Linked DNA regions of Mus musculus: all the other regions are linked to region 3. Evidence: chromatin contacts called from public Hi-C data. All regions are on one chromosome and are shown on one strand. The core of a region is the stretch at or near the end of the contact, and the rest is flanking DNA. Distances in the headings are between cores, read along the strand shown. Region 1 overlaps Fbxl13 (F-box and leucine-rich repeat protein 13). Region 2 holds the start of Fbxl13 (F-box and leucine-rich repeat protein 13). Region 3 overlaps Fam185a (family with sequence similarity 185, member A).

Evidence for each region. A called contact is a pair of places that touch in the nucleus more often than the background predicts.
Region 1: a Hi-C map of uterus shows a contact between it and region 3, with 1.6 times the contacts expected there. The contact joins two enhancer-like sites. A contact is called at or near these places in 13 of 484 Hi-C or Micro-C datasets (CD8 T cells, DN2 thymocytes, LSK cells and 10 more), 2 of 115 datasets of contacts at active chromatin or transcription factors (bone marrow-derived dendritic cells and embryonic fibroblasts) and 3 of 9 other capture datasets (adipose tissue, liver and pancreatic islet).
Region 2: a contact with region 3 is called in a Hi-C map of uterus, with 7 times the contacts expected there. The contact joins the promoter of Fbxl13 here to the enhancer-like site in region 3. A contact is called at or near these places in 9 of 39 promoter capture datasets (the C10 cell line, the HPC-7 cell line, HPC-7-derived erythroid cells and 7 more), 3 of 15 datasets of contacts at CTCF or cohesin (hippocampal excitatory neurons, large pre-B cells and pro-B cells), 129 of 484 Hi-C or Micro-C datasets (the 3T3-L1 cell line, 3T3-L1-derived adipocytes, the 4T1 cell line and 77 more), 21 of 115 datasets of contacts at active chromatin or transcription factors (the 230-238 cell line, PVALB interneurons, SST interneurons and 16 more) and 4 of 9 other capture datasets (adipose tissue, embryonic stem cells, liver and 1 more).

What each region holds. Positions count from the first base shown.
Region 1 is chr5:21,606,627-21,609,999 of GRCm38.p6, forward strand. All of the region lies in intron 7 of Fbxl13 (F-box and leucine-rich repeat protein 13), which reads right to left. Among named protein-coding and RNA genes, the nearest start is that of Fbxl13, 37 kb to the right of the region's middle. Within about 2 kb of position 2,020, at least 28 of the 459 cell types and tissues checked have an H3K27ac peak or open chromatin away from gene starts, as enhancers often do. A contact at or near this core is called in uterus, where this site is marked.
Region 2 is chr5:21,643,667-21,647,046 of GRCm38.p6, forward strand. Fbxl13 (F-box and leucine-rich repeat protein 13) reads right to left here and starts at 1,939. Exons shown (of 21, transcript NM_001199632.1): 1 at 1,796-1,939. The coding sequence starts at 1,870. It overlaps Armc10 (armadillo repeat containing 10), which reads left to right and starts at 2,340. Exons shown (of 6, transcript NM_026034.5): 1 at 2,340-2,569. The coding sequence starts at 2,437.
Region 3 is chr5:21,439,486-21,443,263 of GRCm38.p6, forward strand. All of the region lies in intron 4 of Fam185a (family with sequence similarity 185, member A), which reads left to right. Among named protein-coding and RNA genes, the nearest start is that of Fam185a, 16 kb to the left of the region's middle. Within about 2 kb of position 1,581, at least 53 of the 459 cell types and tissues checked have an H3K27ac peak or open chromatin away from gene starts, as enhancers often do. A contact at or near this core is called in the 4T1 cell line, B cells, astrocytes and 6 more, where this site is marked.

The sequences.
Region 1 (3,373 bases), core at 770-3,269, 170 kb after region 3:
TGTGCCACTGTCTTGCAGCCATGAGAACACCACGACCACAAGTCTAGCTGGGGAGGAAGCAGTTTATGTGGCTCACCCTCATTGGAGGAAGGCAGGACTAAGACTCCAGCAGGGCTGAAACCCGGAGGCAGGAGCTGATGCAGAGGCCATGGAGGGTGCTGCTTACAGGCTTGCTTTCTTATAGAACCCAGGAGGCCTGGGCCCTCCCACATTGATCACTAATTGAGAAAATGCCTTGCAGCTGGATCTCATGGAGACAGTTCCTCCACTGAGGCCCCTTTCTCTCTGATGACTCTAGCTTGTGTTGACACACCAAAGCAGCCAGGTCAGGTATGGAAAGAAAATCATTTAGAAAGGCTTCGGGAATTAAGTCAGGAGCTAGGGGAGTCAGACTGTAGGATCAATAAAGATGCTGACTTCATTCCTGACATCTTTCTTCCTGAGCAGGCCAGGCCTCTGCTTGCCCTTGGGCTGCGCTGTCAAGTCCCAGCCAGCCTCACTCAGCCCTCCGTTCCACACGTCATCTGGCCTGGGAGTCTCACTACAGTTTGTTTCTTACCCAGGTCCTTTTCGTTCCCACTGCCCCTGCCCTCATGCTGTTTCTTAGAAAAAGCCCCTGCCTCCAGACTTCATCCACCTCCCCTCTACAAGAGAGGCGAAACTGTCTAGATAGATGCCTTAGTCAGGGTTTCCATTGCTGTGAACAGACACCATGACCAAAGCAACACTCATAAAAGAAAACATTTAACTGGGGCTGGCTTACAGTTTCAGAGACTCCGTCCATTATCACCATGGTGGGAAGCATGGCCGAAGTCAGGTAGACATGGTGCTAGAGGACTGAGAGTTCTACACCTTGATCTGAAGGTAGTAGAAGGGGACTCTCTTCCACACTGCATGGAGCATGAGCTCTAGGAAACCTCAAAGTCCACCGACACAGTGACACACTTCCTCCAACAAGGCCACATCTCCTAATAGCGCCACTTCCCGTGGGCCAAGCATATTCAAACCACCACAGTAAACTAGCCAAAAATCTGTGAGTTACAGGTTTAGCAGAGACCCTGCCTCAATTAACAGTGATCAAAGAAGACACCCAATATCAACCTCAAGCCTACGCACACAGACACACACACACACACACACCAGCACACACATAGGCATACATCGAAATGCACACAGAAAACACAATACGTATGCATTCACACATGGGTGAACAAGCATACAGACATGCACACATGACATACATAAAAATTTCTCTATGGCATGCTTTTGTGTGCATGTTGATTTATTTGCTATTTGATTCATCTTAAAATATAAATGTATAACAACAAAGCTATTATTTGTTTAACCTGCTGGGTTTTTTTTCTCAGTTTCCAAAAGAGAGCCCTGTGTACTGTATGCAGGCTTAGATAGATACTGAGTAAATGATTAAATCTTCATTGTTTGTGACACAGTCTCTTGGGTACTAGGAATAAAGAAACAATATATATATATAAAACAGTGACACCAGATCCCAAAGAACATATGCTCTGGCAGGAGAAATAAACAAGAAGTCAGAATATTTAAAAGAATTAGAAACTGCTCATGATAATGGTTAGGTCTCACACCTGGGACAAACTGCTAGCTAAGGTGCCCATTTAACATATCAAGGCTGATTCAGGCTGCCAGGTTCTCCAGGTGTCCTTCAGGCCCTACCTGTAACAAGGTCTTCTGGGGAGCTGTACACTGACCCCTACCCTAAACCTCTCCAACCCAGGTCTTTTCCCTAAATATTCCAGCCATTTTGGCAATGCAGGTCCTTTTGGCCCTTTTGGCCCTTTTGTCTCTATCTCTTTGGCCAGTCTTTTGGCCCAGGGCCACACAGCCAAGGACACAGCCACACAAAGGCAGAACAATTCCTGCCCTGCTGTCTCCCCTTCTGTAGTTTTCACGTGCATCACTGACAGGGATCTGAAGCAATGGCAGTGGGGTCAGGGAGTAGGGCGGCTGCGACCAAAACAAGCTCTTCCTAAAAGCAAAATCCAGAAGTGTTCTGTAGCATCTGCTTTTCTCATCCACACCGCAAGGCGAGCCAACAAACATGGAGTTCCTTGACAGAGCGACTCAGTTTGGAAACTAATTTGGAGCCCATTCAGTACAGAGCCACAGAACCTGCAATGACTTTCTGCTTAGTTGGTTAAGGTCAGACTGACCCATGGGGTTATCAAAACACGAATTTGAACACACTCGTTTGATTTTACAATTCCAAGTAATTTAACCTAGCAAGCCAGAACCATCTGGTTCCCCCACAGTCTGGCCAGGCTTTATTGGCTTTTCGGGATTGAGAGGATTTTTTTATCCCAAGTGAGAAGATGAATCAGCAGTGCTGTGACATCTGAAGGTGATTCTGTAACTGTTTTTGCAAGTCCACATGCTTTATTCTTGTGCACACAAAAAGTCACAGCTAAGGTGAAGGGTAGCCACAAGGCAAGGTTTACATTGTTCACTAACCGAGCAACTAGCTTAGCTAGTTAAATCAAACTCTAAATTCATCGACATAAGGCTTTTCACTGTGTTGTGTGCCAAAATGCTTGCATTTCATGGAAACTGGGCCTTGACAACCCTCTCACTAACTCTGAGCTTGGCTAGCAGTTTAACTGATAGTATATAAGCCCTACCATCTGTCAAGGAAGGAGCGCTCCTTAAGACCAAAAATGATACCGAGGAAATGATGCAAAACAGAACCTGACTTGCTTTCACGAGTTGATGGAACTAGACCTAAAACTGCATATTTCCCAGATAAGTTCAAATTGTATTTCTCAAATCATTAGTCTCAGCTTTCCCTCCAAAATATTAGGCAGTCTGCATGCATAAGTTTGAATTCATTTTAAAACTAACACATTCCAAAATTAAGACTTAACTCAATATTTTTTTTGTTCAAGTTCCCAAGAACTAGTTAGCCAGAGATGTCATCAAGTTAAATGCTATTTTTAACGACTTTAAGGCTCTTTTTGTTTTGTTTAATTTTTGTTTTTGAGATAGGCTAACCTGGATACTCACTATGTAGAAGAGGCTGACCTCAAACTCACTATGTAGAAGAGGCTGGCCTCAAACTCACTATGTAAAAGAGGCTGGCCTCAAACTCACCATGTAAAATAGGCTGGCCTCAAACTCACCATGTAGAAGAGGCTGGCCTCAAACTCACTATGTAGAAGAGGCTGGCCTCAAACTCAGAGATCTGTCTATCTCCAACTCCTAGGATCAAAAGTATGTGGCACCGTGCCCAGCTAATAAATGATTTAAAAAGTAACTTTGCAACGCATTCATTTCATTGAATAACATTAGCAAACCCAGATGTTTAACATGTTAGTGTCAAAAATTCATTCCCAACTTTCCA
Region 2 (3,380 bases), core at 689-3,188, 200 kb after region 3:
TTTGGTTTGGGTTTTTCCTTTATCAGAGTGTACACAGGTTTGTAGGGAAACAGTGTTGTGGATGGACAACTAGGTTTACTTAGAACACACAGGCAATGTTCAGAAGAGGTCAAACATGCATAGATAACTGCAACAAGTACAAAGTACAGAGAGACCTGGCAGAATAGAAGTCACCTTAATGGTCTGAGGGAAAGTGAATGAGTGTGCCCAAAACCTGTCTTGCCCCTGCTGTTAATGTGTGAGCAGAGGTGACTGAAGGGATCATCTGGATAAAATCACGGGGAAAAGCCATCCTAAAAGGAAGTGTTGTGCCCAATTGCCCTGGAGGTTGAATGGCACTCTTCTCTCTCCCTTAGAACTCCCTCATTCGCCCCATTTCAGAACTCCCGCTGTATCACCACATAACATACACCGCGTAACATAACATACAGATAAATGGGAGTCACCAGTGATTTCTCAGCTCCCTGCCCCCAGGAGTACAAAACCTGGTTTTCAATACCATACTGTCCTCCCGAGGCAGGGCAGAATGAGGGGACTGGAGGGGACTGGAGGGGACTGGAGGCGGAGGTAGAGGAGGAAACCCTGCTCCTTCAGAACTGATCTACTTTCACTGCTCAGAAAGGACTTTAAGTCTGCGGGTAAGAACCTAATGGACTTCAACTGTGCTCACTTGAGGCTGGGTGCTGTATCTCCAGACACTTCAACCAAGGATGTCGAGGCCAGTAATTAGGCTCTGCTTACATAAGGTCAAAATGACACATTATCTTGAATTCCTGGCCTCCCCACTCCCAGAACTAAATGAAGCTGTTCATAAATGCACTATATGTTAGTTACTGAGAGAAAAAGAAACTTCGGTTTTTAATCTAACTTTGTTACAGACTATACTCTTTGGGTGATGTTAATAAAAGGGGAATGTTTATCCTTCTGGGACTCTGGGGTGGTACCCAAGGAGGGTTTTCCCTTCTCCTCTGATAGGGGGAAGGGGGTAGTGGGGGAGGGGCTTGTAAGGGACTGGGAGGGGAGGAGAGGGGTGGGCTGCAATCGGGAAGTAAGTGAATAAAGAAATTAAGAAAGAAAAAGAAAAGGGGTAGTAGTTTCTTGGCAACATTTAGAAATGTAACCTTGAAAGTCACAAGAAAAAATACTGATGTCAGCATTGTGAAGACAACACTTAAGGTCGACTCTCCCTTCAGAAGCCCGCAATTGTCTGACCAGGTGTGTTCTACTCTCTCTACTGGAGCACCTTTGTTCCTGCGTTTAATGAAGCCAGCTTTGCTTCATACAAGTTGGCCCCGAAATTCATTTCTTTGTTGAAACCAAGACCTCAGGTTTTGCTTGGTGGCGATCTCTAAAAAGGTGTGTTGTGAAGCTGTGTGTAGAGGCAGGTGACTCTTCTTCCCTCCTGCTAACAACGAGGCGGGGCGAAGCCTACACCCAGAACCCCTCAAGTCTTTTGTCTTCAAGTGGCTCACCACTCACTTCTTGCTCAAGACGCTCTTCCATAATAGAATTTAGTAGTTGACACTTGGAGATTCCAACCCAGGCCCTGTGCTCTTTGCGCCCCCTGCAGATTGTCACTTTCCCCCGTCCCCTTCCTTTGTCATCCCCACCTGGGCTTGGTTTTAGCCACCGGCACCCTTCGGTCTTCTCTAACCTACCCTTCTCTCTCTAGTTACCCTAAATTGACTTCAAGCTTCCCCATCCTGCTCCTTCTTAGCTCCAGTTCCGGGAATCTCCTTGCCTCTCCCAGTTTTTCCCCGCGCCCACTGTGTGAGAGGCTATGTGGCTGCAGTACCTCACAGATTTGAGGAATGTACTTGTCCCTGAAGTAGCTCCTTAGCCTGGGGGTGGCACTGCGTAGTGAAGCCATGGTCAGAAGCAGGACTCAGAATGCGTTTCATAGGTTACTGCTGTTCACGTTGAGGAGGAGAGACGCGCCGGAGCGTTGCCTAGCAACCACAAAGGAGGTGCCAAATAGTCCAAGCCTTTCGCGAGATGAAGAAAGAACCTAGCAGGGAGGGGGCGGGGCAACTGGGGCGGGGCGGGGCGATTGCAGAGGGGCGGGGCAGAGAGGGGCGGGGCGAGTGCAGAGAGGCGGGGCAGAGCGGGGAGGGGCGGGGCAGGACAGTACAGGCCGGGGCCGGGTAAAATGAGAGGGCTGGACGGGAGAGTGAGTGTTGGGGCGGAGCTAGGGTCTGTGTTCAACGCGCCGCAGTCCCGGTCTTGGTCCAGGAAAAAGCTGCTTGCACTAGGGGCATCCCGCCTGCCTGGTGAAAGGAACCGCAGCACACAGGGTGGGAGGGCTTCCGATTTTAGCAGGGCGGCTTCCGGAAGGCGGAGCTCCAACCCCATTTCCTTTCTCTGGGCTGGTTCTGGCCCAGCTGCACCTGCGTGTGGCCCTGGCTCCTCGGCTCCCTGCAGCTCCGAGGCAGCAGCATGGGTGGCGCGCGGGACGTGGGCTGGGTGGCAGCAGGGCTGGTCCTGGGCGCCGGCGCCTGCTACTGTATCTACCGGCTGACTCGGGGACCGCGGCGAGGCGGTCGCCGACTGCGCCCTTCGCGATCCGCAGGTGAGGCGATGGGCTGCCCGGCAGGTGGACTGGTTCGGGGCTCCGGACCCACCTCAGGCCAGGCTGGGTTGGAGGTGCCCTAGACACCCGCGACTGCATGGGGAGAAAGGCTGGAGGTAGACAGACGACTCTGGAAGCCCAGGTTGCCTTGGGTGGGTCCTGAGCCGCTTCCCTGCTCCCACTTCTTTGTTTAAAATAAGAGCTGAAAACATTGCCCGAAGTGTCCTGTTACTTCCCTTCGGCTTCACAGCCAAGAGCTGAGGTTTCTCCGAGCCAAGTAGATTGCCTCTCATTTTAAAGTTTTACCTGAGCTTTTGTGTTGTTATCAAAGAGATGCCCCTTACTGTGAGAAGGTTCTCAGGGGCCTCAAGCCTGGGTTGAAACTTTGCTCGTGCTATGTGAAGAATGGATCCCTGAGATGCAATTCTGCCAGCACTTTGTGGCACCTGTCCTGGGAAGTACCTTTAAGTCATCCGTAGCGTCCCTGCAACCGGGGTGTGTGTGTTGGGAATAAGAACCACAACCAACAGGAGACACACCCTTCTAAAAGGATGGCTTAAGTCGTGAAAACTGTTGGAAAAACTATTTGAAATAAAACCTGCCAACCAATACCTGCTTGCCTCAAAGGTAGAGAAATATATTTGTTTTTAAACTGAGGTTGGTGGGAGCTAATTGCCCTTCCCTAGAACAAAAATAAGGCACCTTTAAAGGCAGGTAGAAAACACATCTTTGGGTTGTACAACTAGCATTTACTTTTCAAAATTTGCACTTACTAGAAGGGACCAGGAACAACCATGGATTTATATTCCAG
Region 3 (3,778 bases), core at 331-2,830:
TCTGGTGGTCGGTGTTATTCTGCTATTTTATATTTCCACAGAGCTGAGGATTCAGGTCCAGGCGTATGCGCTGCAGTACATAGGGGTAGTATTAAGAGCCACTTAATCCTTGACAACAGAACAGTCTGTGCACATCTGCTAAGTGTCTGCTGGGCCTTCTCCAGGAAGTGTGGGCTTGAACATTTTTCCATGCATGGCCTGCTCATTTCACTTCTTAGTAAGGCTGGATATCAGTGTCTATACATTTTGGCAGCACTCCCACGTTTTAGAAGTAAGCACAACTTATTAAGTTGTATTAGAACGTGGTTACTGCTAGTCATGCTAGCAAGTAACACATCAGCAAATAGTCTTCTGTTTAAAAAAAACAGTGTACGTAGGTAATTAGAATAACCTTTGCACCTCAACTCAATGACTGAGCCTCAACAGTCCCTACATTGATAACATGTATTGAACCTAAAGTAGAGCAGAGCTCTACATGAGTAGTACTGCAGTAGTGAGTAGTAATAATTTGTAATTTCATGTTTTAAATGACTTTTAATAAGCATTACACTTCTATGGGATCATAATTAAGGCATTTGTTTGGTTGGAGCCCACCGCTCACCCCTGCTCAAGCACAAGCTGGGAAAAGCCATCTGCCCTCCTTCTCCCAACCCAGTCCGCACTGAAATAACTCTAAAGAAAGTGTCCAAAAGGCACTCCTGGCAGCCAGTGCAACGTGCCTTCTGACATGACCACCTACCCAAATGCCCTCCCAGCTGCCTAGCTTCTGACCATGCTCCTGGCTCACACGTCATCACACCTCACCTGAGAACTAGAAAACTTCCCTGCCTTTCCTCAGCCCTGTTCTTGGGGACTGTAATCAACTGGGGAGTTGTGCCAATTAAACCTGCATTTATTTACTTATTTATTTATTCTGGTCTGATATAGCTTATATTGCATTTGGTAGAAAAGACATATTAGTATTATAAATAATATACAAGTAAGTTTTGGTGTAAAACAGTTCCCTACCAAGATAGATATTGATTGACCAACACTGCAGGAAAAACAACTGTTTTCTATTCTGCTTTACGCCATGTTCATATTCAATACATTAATGCTTTTTAAATATTTTATTTCTTTCATTTTAGACAGGTAGAATGGAATTTGGGGAAATTTACCACTAATTGAACACATTTCTAGATCTAATGATTAATGTAGCTGAAATAAATATTGCTAGTTATAAGAGTTTTGTTTTCTACAGTCTTTGAACATTTATTGGCTTTAATATGAAGTCAAGTATACTTCCTTACACGGTTTAAATAAGTCTCTTATGCACTGTTGCCGTAGGTAGGGTTTCCCTGAGAGAACACTGAGATGGAAATAAGAATGCAGTGTTTACTGGAGAGACTTCTTGGGCCCCATGCCATGTCAGGGCAAGAAGCCCCATCTCCATGGAGAAGGCAGACTATGATAGACTTTCAGCAGTCCCAAGTACAGCTCTGAAGCTGGCGAGGTTCCTCAGAGTTGCCTCAAGTTATAGTGAGGGAAACTGGAGTTTTATATCCCAGGTCATTAGATCCCAGCTGCTCCAGGAAGGAGTGTGATCTTGGGCCAAGACGGCTGTGTTCAGTTGAAGCAGTTTCCGAAGAGGGCTGTCCTCAAAGGGCTGTGTGCCAGCAGTTCTCTCCGCATCTATGAACAAAAGCCCTTCAGGTATAAAGGAGGCTCTACATGATGAATCATAGCCTCTGCTACGGTTAAATGTATTCATTGAATGCACTTATTGACTGGCTACCGTGTGCCAGGTATCTAGGAGCCAGGAGTGCAGAGTTGTGCAGGAAATGGTAGCCGTCTTTAAAGAATGCACAGTTGAGTGGAAGGACTTCTGTTTCACTTCCTCAGTCCCCTCCCACCTATCTGCTGGTGCTGTCCATTGTCACTCTGTGTCAAAGCAACTATCTCACAACTCCTTTTATAGCGTTGGTGCATGAGTAAGCAGGAATAGGAGGGGAATTTTATTCAGTTACTTCCATGTTATTCAGCCAGTTTCTCCCTCCATCCCTTGGTCCTTAGCTCTGTTTGTTTTCCAGTACAGGGAAAGAGATTAGAAAGAGACTCTAACTCATTGTGTACACCCAGTGCTTTGACTATTTTAAATCACTTAGGTAAACCAACATCGCTTGCTCCCTCTCCTGTGATTACCTGGCCTCCATCCTTGTTCCAAGAGCTTTTAGGAACGTGCTGTTGAAGCTTAAAGTATCAAGGTGGGATGGATGGAGGGGCAGTAAGGGTCATCCTAGTAAGACCCTGAACATATATTTCAGTGAATTCCTTGTTCTCACCCTCTCAGCAGATGGTTGTATAACACACACCATAAAAATATTGACTATATTTAAGCTTAATATCCTAAACTTTTTTTTCCAACATAATATTTTTATTAATTCTTTGATTGAGGATTTAACATCATACACCCCTACCAAGGACTTCCCAGTCCTTTCCTGCCCCTCACTCTAATGACCTCCCCCACAGCAAAAAAATAAAGATCAGTTTATGTTCTCTGTATTCTCACTGGGGCATGGTCAAACTCTCAGGGGCCTACTCTCTAAATAAAGCTGAGTCCTTCCAGTCCCTGCTGGAAGTCATCTCTCATGGAGGGCAATGCTCCAGCGTCCTATCACAGTTCTTAAGAGTTCTCTATGACAGCTTCCTGTCTAGGCTGTTGCTATTTGGGGAGGAAGGGAGGGGTTGTCACAGAAGTCTTCCATGTCCCTTTTTCTCAACTGTATCTGCAGTCATCTATATCACTGCAAAAGTAGCTTATTTACGCTTTATGGATCATAGGAGCATGGTCCCATAGTTTCTAATGTCAACACAGACCACTAACAGGGCTCCCAGTTGCTGTAGGGCCACAGACCCAGATAAGGCCCACTGATGCAGCTGCAATCACAGACATCAAGATGGCTTCTGGACACAGCATAGTAACACAACACAGACCCAGCTGCAGTAAGACCACGGACCCAGACATGGCCCTTGGTGACATCACTGACCCAGACATCACCATGTCCTTAGGTGACCATGCAAGCCACCCACATTCAATGTGGCCCCCAGTGGCAACATTTTGCATAGAAGTCAACATGATTTCAGGCTGCAGCATATACCAAGGGCATCCATATGGCCTTTGGTGGTAGCATAGGCTACAAACATCAACATAGACCGGGGTACATAAAGGACCCAGACATGGCCTCTGTCACCATGCACTCAGGTAGCAGTGCAGGCCACTCAGATCCCTAAGGTCTCTAGCAGCAGCATGGCCCACAAACATAAACATGGCTTCAGGCAGCAATGCAGAACAGGGACCTCTGCTGGTCTTCAGAGGTGACATGGGCCATGGATATCAATTCAGACCCCATCTTGTAGCAGGACCTCAGACCCAGACATGGCCTTCAACAGCATGGTCTCCACTGAGGTCTCAGGTGGGAGCTCAGGCCACTCACATCATAATGGTCCCTGGGGGCCCAGGGACATCAACATGGACTCAGGCCGTGGCACAGGCCACGAACATCTACATGTCATCAGGTGACAACATGGTCCTTCACATCAGCTGGACCCCAGCTACATCAGGGCCCCTGACTCACACATGCCCTCAGAGTATCATGGGACATGGTGTTAACCTCAAGGAGGTCTCCTGTAGAAAGTGGGCTGTTCTCATCTGGGGCCTCTACCCAGAGCCAGGATGATCCCGCAGCTGGGCAGCTTGTTCCAGGGCTGAGTCTGCATCTGCTTAAGCTCCAGGCTGCTG